3 separate regions of the Mus musculus genome follow, and regions 1 and 3 are each linked to region 2. A link is a contact called in public Hi-C and HiChIP or PLAC-seq data. All regions are on one chromosome and are shown on one strand. Each heading gives the region's core, a stretch centred on a gene start, on an enhancer-like site or on the middle of the called end of the contact. The rest is flanking DNA. Distances are from core to core; before and after follow the strand shown. Region 1 overlaps Atxn1 (ataxin 1). Region 2 overlaps Atxn1 (ataxin 1). Region 3 overlaps Atxn1 (ataxin 1).

Region 1 (3,631 bases), core at 568-3,067, 170 kb after region 2:
GATCTTTTTTTTTTCTTTTTCTTTTTTTTTCTTAGACTGGCATCTTCACTTCGCTAGGAACATAATAAGGTCGCTTAGGAGGAATCCATTCATCTGTTATTGATTTCTGATGTCTGTTAGTCTAGACAGGGTGTTTCTTTGAGAATAGGAGAGTTAGAGCCACAATCAAATGAATCTCAGTTGTCAAGCTCTTTCTATGGCTGGCCTCCTTTGCTGTCTCCGGAATAGACTGGGTGTGGTAGCTCACTCAAGTAATCCTAGCACTCAAGAGGCTGAGGCTAGGGTCTGAGGCCCTCTTGGGCTACATAATGAAGTCAAGACTAACCTGGGCTACCCAGTCAAACCCTGTCTCAAAAATGGGGAAGTTCAATTGCTACACATAGGTGGTGTACACTGGCCCTGTTCTCAGATAAAGCATTTCCCTTCCCCAATTCCTTTTTCACTTGGTGTCTGGACCAGAAGACCTCAGCATCATGTCACACAAGTCAGGAAGTCCAGCTGTGCTCATCTGTCAAGAAAGGAGGAAGCTGCCTATCTGTCCCTGACTAAGGCTGAGTTTTTCCTGATCTTACCACCCCGTTTCCATAGCACCCCCCACCCCACTCCCACACCCTTGCCCCACATTCCTTTCCATTTTGTCCATTCAAAAACTCCTTCCTCCCTTAGAAAAGCTAAAAATACAAGCAACACTTTTCAAGGAGCCTCCCTTATTAGGACCGCATAGTTCAGCTGCTGGCGAAAGGGAGCCCTTCATTATCCTGACTGCACAGGGCTGTGTCTTACAAGTTTTCTGCTCTCTCCTCTGAGATGGTCACCCTCACCCAAGCCCCATTAGCTTTTCCATGGTAATAGAAGGTGACAAAATGCTTGAGGAAACCCCATGTCTACATATGATGGGGACCCCATGGCACTACAGAGAGCTGTGTGTATAGGTTCAAAGATCTTAAAGTCTCTAGATCTTCCAGCCATTGTTAGTGGGGAATTGTCAAATGATTATGGCTATACTCTAGACATGAAGCCCCCAGGATCACGGACTCACTCGTGGGTTGCCAGGAGTGTGCTGACTTGAAGAAAAAGTTCCGGGGAGCGGGGGGAGAGGGGCAGTCTGGAGCTGAAGTTCCCAAGCAGAGGTCCTGTTGTGTGTGATCCTGAGACACAACTTGGACACAGCCTGGACAGCTGGCTCTGATTACTGTGGGAACAGTGTGAGGAAGGCCATTGTCAGATTCCTCAGGGCTCAAAGGCACCGCCTTCCTAACACACTTGATCCCTGCTGGCAAGGAAAGACAAGGAACGAAGGAGTGTGGGATAGACAGGGTAGAGAAGGCCAAAGGTTGGAGTAAGCCGACGACTTCTGGTTTCTCTTGGTTTGGAAGCAAGGCTCAAAGCTGTTCTGTGACCCTCTCAGCCTGGTGTACTAAGACTTAAAGCCCCTAATGCCCTCTGTGCCTCTAGTCATTTTTTGTGTGCTAGACTTGATAATGAAAAAAAGAAATTGTTCATATGGTGTTCCTGTCTCTCACCTGGCCCCTGCCTGGACAAGGTCCTTACTAGTTAGTTTTCTAGCTGCTGTGATAAAAACAGCTGACAAAGGCAGCCTACAGTAGGAGGAGTTAGGGAAGGATATAGATCATCATGCAGAAAGGGCATGGTAATAGAAGCAGTTGGTCGAGTTGTGTCTGCAACCAAGAAGCAGGAAGCAGACCAGAAGTAGGACTGGGCAACGAATCACAAGGCCTGCCCCCAGTGGCCCACTTCCATCATTGAGAATCAGTCTCCAAAAAGCTCCACAGCATTCCAAAGCAGCATCGCCCACTTCAAACCAGTGTTTCAACCCATGAGCTCATGAGAGGTGTGTCACACTCAAACCATAACAGTGTCTCGCTCTTAACTCAGTCTGGCTTTGAGCTTCCTATCCTCCCCACCCCCACCCCTGCCCCCACAGCCTTCTCTGTGCCAGAAATTACAGGCGTGAGCCGCCACGCCCAGAAAAATAGAATTTCTGTGCAATTTCACATGCCACAATCAAGTTCTCTGATTCCAAAGCTTCTTGATGCTTTAAGCACAGATCTGACTAGCACACGGGGTCTCTAGTGACCTTCTGAGGAGTTAGTGGTGTTTAGCCCCAAGCCCAGAGGTCAGCAACGAGCTTAAACTCAAGGACAAAGCTCTAAAAGCATTAGCTAGCAATGCTTGAGAAGGCAGACACTCTAGAGAGCCCTCACTGTGCCAGACTTTGGGGGTTTTGAGAAAATAGTTGAGGGTCAGAGAGATGGCTCAACTGGTGAAGTCTCTTGGCACCAAACCTGATGAATTGAGTTTAAAATGTAGAACATACACAAGGAAAGGAGAGAAACCACCCCCTACGAATTGTCCTCTGACCTCCACATGCCTGTTGAAGCATGCCTGCCCCCACCAAAACAAACAAACAAACAAACAAACAAGCAAGCAAGCAAATAATGTAAAAGACAAGGTTTAAGATAAAATAGGGACTGGAGAAATTGCTCCGCAGATAAGAGTACTTGTTCTTACAGAGGACCTGGGTTCAGTTTCCATGACCCATGTGGTAGCCCATAACCTTCTGTGAATCCAGTTCCAGGAGATATAATGCCCCCTTATGACCTCCTCGGACACTGCAGGCAAGCAAATACTCCAAATGTAAGAATCTTAAAAACTAGTAGCTGAAATCATGATGCCCAGTACACTAACCATCAATGCCTAGGCCTTCAATCACAGGGCTGTGATTCAAGGGCCATTTAGAAGATTAGCACATAGGTAAGCAATCATTTTTTCCCTCCTGGCGTACTGTCCTGTGACGCTCACAGGACCTTGGTTTAGGGTGTGATGTCAGACTTTTGTGCTTTCCTGTGAGCAGGTGTATGGTGGGTTGCCTTGTCCCATCCCAAACGAAGAGAACAGAAACAGTGCTTCTGCGTCCGAGCTTAGTCAGGTTCCAGTGTTGCTGTCTTTCCAGATGTGGCAAAGGGCACCATAAACGACTGTTCCTCAGGAAATAGGCACCAAGCCACAGTGGCCTCCCTGCTTACCTCTCCCCCGCCCAACCCCTGGCCTGGAATGATGTGGTGGCCTCGGGACAGGAAAGAGATGAGCAGAACCGAAGCCATAGCTCCACTCTGTGCACACCGCTTGCCCCATATTTCTAACTCGCCATCTTTTCAGTTCCAAACCCTCTGTGTTAAGTAAATGCTCCATTGCTGTGAAGAGTGTGTGCAGCTCCTGGTGAACCACGCTAGGTTTACACTTCAGAAGCAGCAAGGTGTGTGGCTTGGCATTGTTGGCATATTTCTTTGCAGGAAGTATACATGTGTGTGAATGTGTGTCTGTGTGTGTACGTGCATATGTATGTATATACATTAGTGTATGTATATATATGCATATTTGTGTATGTACATGTGTATATATGTGTATGTCTATGTGTGTAAATATGTGTATATATGTGTTTGCATGTGTATATTTGTGTAACTCTGTATGTGTGTACATGTGTGTATTGTGTTCATGTGTGTATATATGTTTGTATGTATGTGAATGCATGTATGTATGTATTCATGTGCTATGTATGTACAAGTTCATATATATATACATACACATATATGTGTGTATATATATATAT
Region 2 (3,835 bases), core at 911-3,410:
GGTTCTAGCTAAGTGCTTACAAGTGCAAGTCACGACTGATCTCAGCAACCCCAGAAAGGGAGAAAAACTTGAAAACCATTTCTGAGACTATTTCAAACAAGGTGACTGTCGAAATCTGGCTTCTGATGCAAACTAGATTGAGCTGCTTTGGGGCTGCTTTCATCTGTACATATTTGCCCCGACTTGAACGGGAAAGCGGTTTCCTGAGCCTCCATCTCTTTAGCGGTGAGTCATTTCCCATGTTGTTGAGGCATTTTTCTAGCCTTTTTTTTTTTTTTTTCTGTGTATAGTTCAAGCTTTTCTTTGGCTGTTTTGACTCCTTTAGAAGCTCACAGTAACACATTAACAATCACACTCCTCGTGTAGTAACTAGAATAATAAACAACAGTTGGGGAAGCCCCAGTCAACAGCTCACAGACTTGGGAAGGCTGTGGAGGAGTCTGAGACCAATAGATCCAAGTAAAGTAAACCAATCAACGGACAGAGAGAGAATGGGATGGGGAGAGAAAGGAGAATCACGTTTTTTTCTCATAGCCATGTTTCAAGTGATCTCGTTATAAAACTACATCGATAGACTCTTGCTTTCTTGGCTGTTTATCTGATCCAACTGTCTTCAAGTGGACCATAATGTAAGTAGCAAGTATGACATTAAAATAAGGTGTCTTGTTTCTTTGAGAATCTCATGTTAGTGTGGACTTTTGGCTATTTTGATGTTTCTCTGGGGACACAGGGACTAACAACAAGGAGAGGCCTTGGTGGGATCCCCACAGCTCTGTGACTGATTGCTGTCCCTTCAAACCCTGGAGTCTACGTAAGGCTGGTGTCTGAATGGTTGGCTCTGATGTCTGCATATGGCCGGGGTCTGGATGGGTGTCCTGTGGAAATCTGTAAGCCGGAAGGTTGTGTACAGAGAGCCCCCTGTTTTTTTGCTCTGTTCAAGGGGTTGCTTGTTCTAGTCGAGTGTGCTGTCTCTGGGGAATGGATATGATGAGAGACCACGGTCACAAAAGGTGTCACTGCTTCCTACTGTGCAATCTTGGAAGTAAGCCCATGGTCCTAATGGTTCCACTGGTTAAGGGCATCTACAGGGCTGGAAACGGGGCTCAGTCAGTAAAGTGCCTGCCATACAGGCATGAGGACCCGAGTTTGGCTCCTTCAACTTCTTGTTTAAAACCAAACCAAACCAAACCAAACCAAACCAAAACAAAACAAAACAAAACAAAACTTGGCAGTGTGCACCTACAATTCCACTTCCGAGGAAGCAGAGACAGGAGAATTCCTAGGGGTTCAGGGCTAGTCAGTCTATCTGAATCAGAACTTGAGGGTCAGTGAGAGATCCTGCCTTTTAAAAATAAGTACAAGAGTGCAGAGCAATGTAACGGACAGAAAATGATCCCTGGTTCCTCTGTGCACCTGAGCATGCATGCATGTGCACACACACACACACACACACACAGATACTCATACACACTCAAACACACAGTGCACATATACACACATACACTCACACACACTCACACACTTAAACACACATACCACACACACATACTATACACTCACTCACACACTCACACCACATACTCTCTTTCTCCCTCTTACGCACACACCACACACACACTCACATACACACACACACACCATACACACTCAAACACACAGTACACATACACACACATACACTCACACACACTCATGCACACTCAAACACACATACCACACACTCACTCATACACACTCAAACACACATACCACACACACAGACTATACACTCATTCACACACTCACACCACACACACTCTCTCTCCCTCTTACAGACACACCACACACACACTCACATACACACACACCACACACATACACCACATACTCTCTCTCTCTCCCTCTTACACACACACCACACACACACTCTCATACACACATGCACACACACCACACACACTTTCTATTTCTCTCTCTCTCTCTCTCTCTCTCTCTCTCTCTCTCTCTCTCTCTCACACACACACACACACACACACACACACACACACACGGCAGCGGGGCTCTGAGACTTCATGATTTTTTTTCTTTCAGTTTATACTGAGGAATTGGGCATAGTCACCGCCCCCATTTCAGCTTCTCATGAAGTCTGTCCATATTTAGACAAACTGCCTCACTGCACTTAAGACAGTAGAGCCCTTAGCTCACCTGCCTGGAGGAGCTGATGGAGCAAAACCTCAGACTGAGCCTTGTGACTCACGGACTTAAATGCTGTTACCATGAGAAGACTCTTTTGAGTATGAAGTCATTGTGCTTGAGGTTCCTTTGAGCTGCCCTCAGAGGCTCTTTCATGAGCCGCACTAGAACCGACATGCTTTGGTTTGATGCGGAGAAACATGAGAGTTTTTTTTTTTTTTTTTTTTTTTTAAAAAAAAGGTCAGGAACTTGAGTTTGAACCGTTGCCAGCAGCTTTCGGATGGTAGAAACGTTATCCCGTGATAAATATTTAGTGAAGCTACTTGGCTCATGGGTTTTTTTAAAATGGCTTTTGGGTTCAGGAATTTTGAAAAGTCAGAGATTCTTTGTAATTCAAATTTCCTTCTAAGGAAGGCCGTACACTGTTATTAATTTAAATATATATATATACACTTAGAAGTTAAAATTGTGTAATTATCTTAATGCTTTGGAGAGATTCTTTTGTGACTAAACATTGGAACTTCTTCTGTTGAATGCAGGGAATTTGTCCAGAAAAGCTTAAGGAAATTTAGCCTACGCAGTGCAGTTTGCTCGACATCTAAGTAAAAGACTCAGCTGCAGGGGTCATAAATAACACAACTCTATTTTATCTATGAAAGATGGTGTTTGCGTTCGGTCTCTTCATTCTTTTCTTTAGGATTAAATAATAATTGCAGCTCACTTCTTGGGCTTGATTTATAGTATGAACTTACATGCATGCTGACTGTATGAAATTGAACTCGTTTTAACTATCCAAGGAAGGTTGTTTGAAAAAAAGATGATAACCATCATTTTTTATAGCGTGTAAATGTCTGGAGATTCTTAAAGCAAGAGCCAAGATGATAATACCATATGTCATTGCCTCTGGAAATAATTCCTGCTCCCACTACACACACACACACACACACACACACACACACACACACACACACACACACACCTTGCAGGAACTCAGGCTCTGTAGTAGAAAGACTTTGAAAAACAGGACAATCAATGGCTTGCATTCCATAGTAGAATTCTCCCTTATTTCTAAGAAGTTTGCATAAATGTTTCCTGGAGTATTTATATATATATATATATATATATATATACCAACAAATAAGGAGTGTGTGTATGTGTGTGTGTTTATGTGTGTGTGTATGTGTGTGTGTTTATGTGTGTGTGTGTTTATGTGTGTGTGTTTATATATTTGTGTGTGTGTGTGTGTGTATGTGTGTGTATTTATGTGTGTGTATGTGTGTGTGTGTGTGTCTGTGTGTGTGTGTGTGTGTGTACAGGAGGCCTGAAGTTCACATAGGCTGCTTTCCTTGTTCTCTCTCCACTTTACATGTTAAGGACACAGGGTCTTCTACTGAACTCAGAGCTCACTCTTTAAGATAGTCTGGATCGCCACCGTTCTGGGGATTCCTGTCTCCACAAGGTCCCAAGATCTTTGGAAACTGTATCCCCAGTACCTCCAATGTCCGGATGATTGTTCTAGGGCAAAAGTAGTCAGTTCAGTGAGATTTTTCAAAGGATTTTCTGTCTCTCAGACAGCCTGTAAGAACCACTCACTGAGAACCAAGACGCAGAGCTGCCTGAGAATACCTACTCGGAGAGATGCCGATGCAGACCTAATTACAGG
Region 3 (3,907 bases), core at 192-2,691, 230 kb after region 2:
GCCTGATTACTCAGGCCTGTCTCATTAGCAGCCGCTCCCTTCTGTCACACTCTTCCTAACAGTTGGCCTTTACCCACAGAGGTGTGTGTGTCTCCACCTGGCTCTCAGAGAGCTGAGAGGCTTCAAGCCTTGCACAGGAAGGGGAAGGCACTGAAAGCTGAAGGAGGAGGAGTCAGGAGACCTGAATTTTGTAGTCGATGTGGCAAGTGGCCATGTGACCTGGGTCTCAGCACACACACACACACACACACACACACACACACACACACACACGGTGACACATTTCAAGATGGACAACAAGAGAAATGGAAGTGAATGACCTCTGCAGTTGTAGCTTTTGTGTCGAGTGTCACGGAGACATTGCTCTGCCGTGGAGCAGATCAGCTCCTCCTTTTTCCTCATTAACTCCTTTAAAAACCAATGGTTTGCTACAACCTAGGTTTCCGGTGCTTTTGGCTTAATGCGCTGAGTGTAGCCTTCTGATGTAAAGATGGCTTAGCACAGCACTTCTCAACCTGTGGGTCCTGGCCCCCTTGGGGGGGGGTCAACCAACCCTTTCACGGGAGTCGCCTAAGACCATCAGAAAGCACAGATATTTACATTATGATTCATGACAGTAGCAAAATTACAGTTGTGAAGTATCAGTGAAAATAATGTTATGACTGGAGGTCACCACAACCTGAGGAACCACCTTAGTAAAGTTGAGAGCCACTGGCTTAGCAGCTAAAGGGGCTCACAACAATTCTAACGATATATATTCAGGCCCTCAGCCCCCACGTGATCGAAGGAGAGACCCAACTCCTTCAAATTGTCCTCTGATCTCCCTATACGTTGACATGGTGTGTGTATGCCCAGATATATTTGTCGACACGCAAACGTGAGTAAATCTAACAACCTTTAAGATGTCCTTATTTTTAATTGTACATATGTGTGCATACATGAGTGAGAGTACTCTCAGCGGCCAGAAGGGGGTATCAGGTTCCCCGCAGCAGGAATTACAGGCTAATAGAAGCTAGACAATGTGGGTGCTGACAGCTTAGCAAGCCCAAGCGGTCCTCCTGTCTCCGTGCCCTGCCACCGTTTTAAGGTCACATGTGTCTCATGGCCATGTTTGACTTTTTGTGTAAGTGTTGGAGAGTCACAGTCTTATCCACTGATCTCACTGCAGTGTAGGAGTAGATGCTAAATGTCTGTGATATGTGTGATATTGCTGTGGGTAGGGAAAGCATTTAAGGCCATCATATTATAGTGTAACTATTAGTGAGCCTGGGGGATTTTGGGGTACTTAAAAAGCAAAATTCCACCCCACGCCGTTCCTCCTCTTTTCCAACTGAGTGGTTTGTGGTTTCTTGTCTATGAGCAGCCTACACATGACTGTCTACAGATGGCGATCTTTTTATCTCGTATAGCCCCGTCATTTCATTGACATCTGCGTTCCCTTTTATTCCTGGCACGGAGCTGGGCCGGAAGTGCTGCATGACACGGGAAGTTAGCTAAGCACAAGGTCACGGGGAGCGTTCCCCCTCAGGCATACCACTTAGAGGAAAGAATTGATGGGTTACTTCAGATGAGGCCCAGCTTCTGCTCTGTGGTGTTTGGGAGGAGAGAAAGCTACCAGAAGCCAGTTTTGGAAGGCCACATCATACTTCCCTGCTTCTGAGGATGACAGGAATGAAGGTGTCCTAAAGCTTGGGTGTTTTTCCAGCCCTTTATCAGAATAACTGCTTAGAATACCATTTAGAGTGCACCTAGGAAGAAGCAGGCAAAACCAAACAGCACTCTGCCTGTTCAAACAGCACAGAGACAAGGGGTGTGAATTCTGGTCTAGGAGTAAGAAAACCGCACGTGCACATTCTTCTAAGAACACTCAAGTGGTTTCCTGATGTGTCTGTCAGGTCGGAGTTTTTAGGTTTGCATCTGCGATACCAATTTCTAGATCATACAAACATTCTGAAATAGGTAAGAGGGTCTGAGAGAGGACATTTTATTATCATCTGTGTGTGTGTGTGTGTGTGTGTGTGTGTGTGTGTGTGTACAGGGGGTTCCCTCCACATGTTTAGTCCTTGTTTGAAATTGCAGGTTGGCCTGTGGACCACAGGTGAGGAGGCTCTGTCCTTTTCCATGCAGGATTCTACAAGGATTTCCTGTCTTGCTCATTTGAATCTCTCCCCTCACCTCCTTCAAATCTCACTTATGGTAGCTTCATTCATTTCGGGCCGCTTCCCTTGTATGTTACCCGGAGAAGGAACCTCTTGGAGACCCGAGTATAGGCCATTCTCTCTGAGAGGAGTCTTAACTGTTGCTCTCTGAGTTGCTTGGCCAGGTCCAGCCATTGCAGGCACAGACGCTCTCCTCAGCTCCCTCCACCCCCCAGCAGTCTCACAGAAGGAAAGAGCTGTGCAAAGAAGAGTCTGTGAACTCCTGCCATATCTGTGTTGGGGGCAGGGGGGAGTGGGGATAGGAAGGGGTGGAGCCGCCTAACCGACCGTGACGATTTCTAACTGACCTTTAGAATACTATTTGTTAAAAGAAGGTTATGAATCAGGAGAAGTTCTCAGTCCAGCGTGCAGGACTGAGCCATCTCTGTTCACTGTGCTCGGGAGCTTATCTCAGAAGCGCTCCACTGGAGTTGGAGATGCCAAGGCACTCAGGTGTGCCAAGAGGGGTGCTGGGCAGAATTACTCAGAGCCGTATTTCTGGGAGCCTCTGCCTTAAACTTCCTAGCAAGGGAATAAGGTCAATCCATACTTGTGTGTGCCCCAAGAAGTGTGAAACACTGAAAGATAAAACTTGTATTAGCTGCTTTTGAGTCAGGCTACCTGAGATCTCAGAGCCAGACTTTTGTCACTAGAAGTTTGTGGGACCAGGGATCTAATGCTTTGCTGTATAGTAGATTATTGCTAAGAAGACTCTTAGATAGAAAGATCTGATTTATCTTCTTTCATCTGGGTGAATATATTACATGATTCGCTGAGAGCGGTTTGCAGAAGCACAGAACCCCTTTAGATGAGGCAGCAAACTGCATTCTTTGAAGCCTATTTTGAAGCAAGTTGGTCTTTCTTTGCAAGGTCTTTTTTATCTACTTGTGCTTATGTTCCTGAAACAATTGACCTCGCCAAAATTGAAATAGAAACAGGATGCCGTACAAGTAATGATCTTCGTTCACAGTCGTTTGAGGTTTTGTTACTGTTGTTGCTGTTGCTGTTGTTGTTTGCTTGTCTGTTGATACTGGGTCTCCCATAGCTCAGGTTGGCCTCAAGCTGTTATACAGCTAACGGTGATCTTGAACTCCTAATTCTCCCATATCTCCATGCCAAGTTCCGGAAGTCCGGGCAAGTGCCAACATGTTCAGCTTTTGAGAATTTGCCTTGGTAACTGAGGCAAAATCTTTGGAGCATACCCGTTAGGCCCTTAACCAACGTTTTCCTGTAAATTCTACTTCTTTCTCGAGCATATATACACAAGTTCCTGAGACTGTCTCCCTTCTGTTCTTGAGTGCCTGGCAGTTGAATGTATTTGCTGGTGATGCTGGCAGAATTGGCCAACAGACCCACAGCACGAGTCCCAGAGCTAGGGTATGCCACTACTTCAGTCAGGATGTCTGTCGTCTTCACCAACACTGGGACACATCCTTTTTATTGATCTTAAACCCTCTTGCTAAGATCATTTTTGGTTTCTGTTCATTTCTGATATTTTTCCCCCTTCTGGAACCTTTGTTGCTTGCACAGGAGTGATTTTTTTTTATATGCTATACATTCTTCATTCCTGGGGCTTTGTAAGCACTGTCAAACTCACTCCATAGAGCAAAGCACTGGCCACAAAGCTCCCTTCTCCATTATGACAGCCCTAGATTTCTAGTCTACTTTGCCTTTTCTTTCTTTTCCAAGGAATGGGACAGTAAGAATAG

What was found. A called contact is a pair of places that touch in the nucleus more often than the background predicts. HiChIP or PLAC-seq counts read pairs in DNA pulled down with a chosen protein or histone mark.
Region 1: a contact with region 2 is called in a Hi-C map of the C2C12 cell line, with 1.6 times the contacts expected there. The contact joins two enhancer-like sites. A contact is called at or near these places in 2 of 15 datasets of contacts at CTCF or cohesin (the NIH/3T3 cell line and pro-B cells), 5 of 484 Hi-C or Micro-C datasets (3T3-L1-derived adipocytes, the C2C12 cell line, adipose-derived mesenchymal stem cells and 2 more), 3 of 115 datasets of contacts at active chromatin or transcription factors (bone marrow-derived macrophages, embryonic stem cells and memory CD8 T cells) and 1 of 9 other capture datasets (embryonic stem cells).
Region 3: a contact with region 2 is called in a BATF HiChIP or PLAC-seq map of CD8 T cells, with 6 read pairs. The contact joins two enhancer-like sites. A contact is called at or near these places in 1 of 15 datasets of contacts at CTCF or cohesin (pro-B cells), 26 of 484 Hi-C or Micro-C datasets (CD4 T cells, CD8 T cells, DN3 thymocytes and 13 more), 8 of 115 datasets of contacts at active chromatin or transcription factors (CD8 T cells, bone marrow-derived macrophages, effector CD8 T cells and 5 more) and 1 of 9 other capture datasets (embryonic stem cells).

What each region holds. Positions count from the first base shown.
Region 1 is chr13:45,747,012-45,750,642 of GRCm38.p6, reverse strand. All of the region lies in intron 4 of Atxn1 (ataxin 1), which reads left to right. Among named protein-coding and RNA genes, the nearest start is that of Atxn1, 220 kb to the left of the region's middle. Within about 2 kb of position 1,817, at least 67 of the 459 cell types and tissues checked have an H3K27ac peak or open chromatin away from gene starts, as enhancers often do. A contact at or near this core is called in the C2C12 cell line and embryonic fibroblasts, where this site is marked.
Region 2 is chr13:45,921,121-45,924,955 of GRCm38.p6, reverse strand. The region is part of intron 2 of Atxn1 (ataxin 1); the gene reads left to right. Among named protein-coding and RNA genes, the nearest start is that of Atxn1, 42 kb to the left of the region's middle. Within about 2 kb of position 2,160, at least 82 of the 459 cell types and tissues checked have an H3K27ac peak or open chromatin away from gene starts, as enhancers often do. A contact at or near this core is called in the C2C12 cell line, CD8 T cells, DN3 thymocytes and 4 more, where this site is marked.
Region 3 is chr13:45,691,260-45,695,166 of GRCm38.p6, reverse strand. The region is part of intron 6 of Atxn1 (ataxin 1); the gene reads left to right. Among named protein-coding and RNA genes, the nearest start is that of Gm34582, 170 kb to the right of the region's middle. Within about 2 kb of position 1,441, at least 84 of the 459 cell types and tissues checked have an H3K27ac peak or open chromatin away from gene starts, as enhancers often do. A contact at or near this core is called in CD8 T cells, DN3 thymocytes, effector CD8 T cells and 2 more, where this site is marked.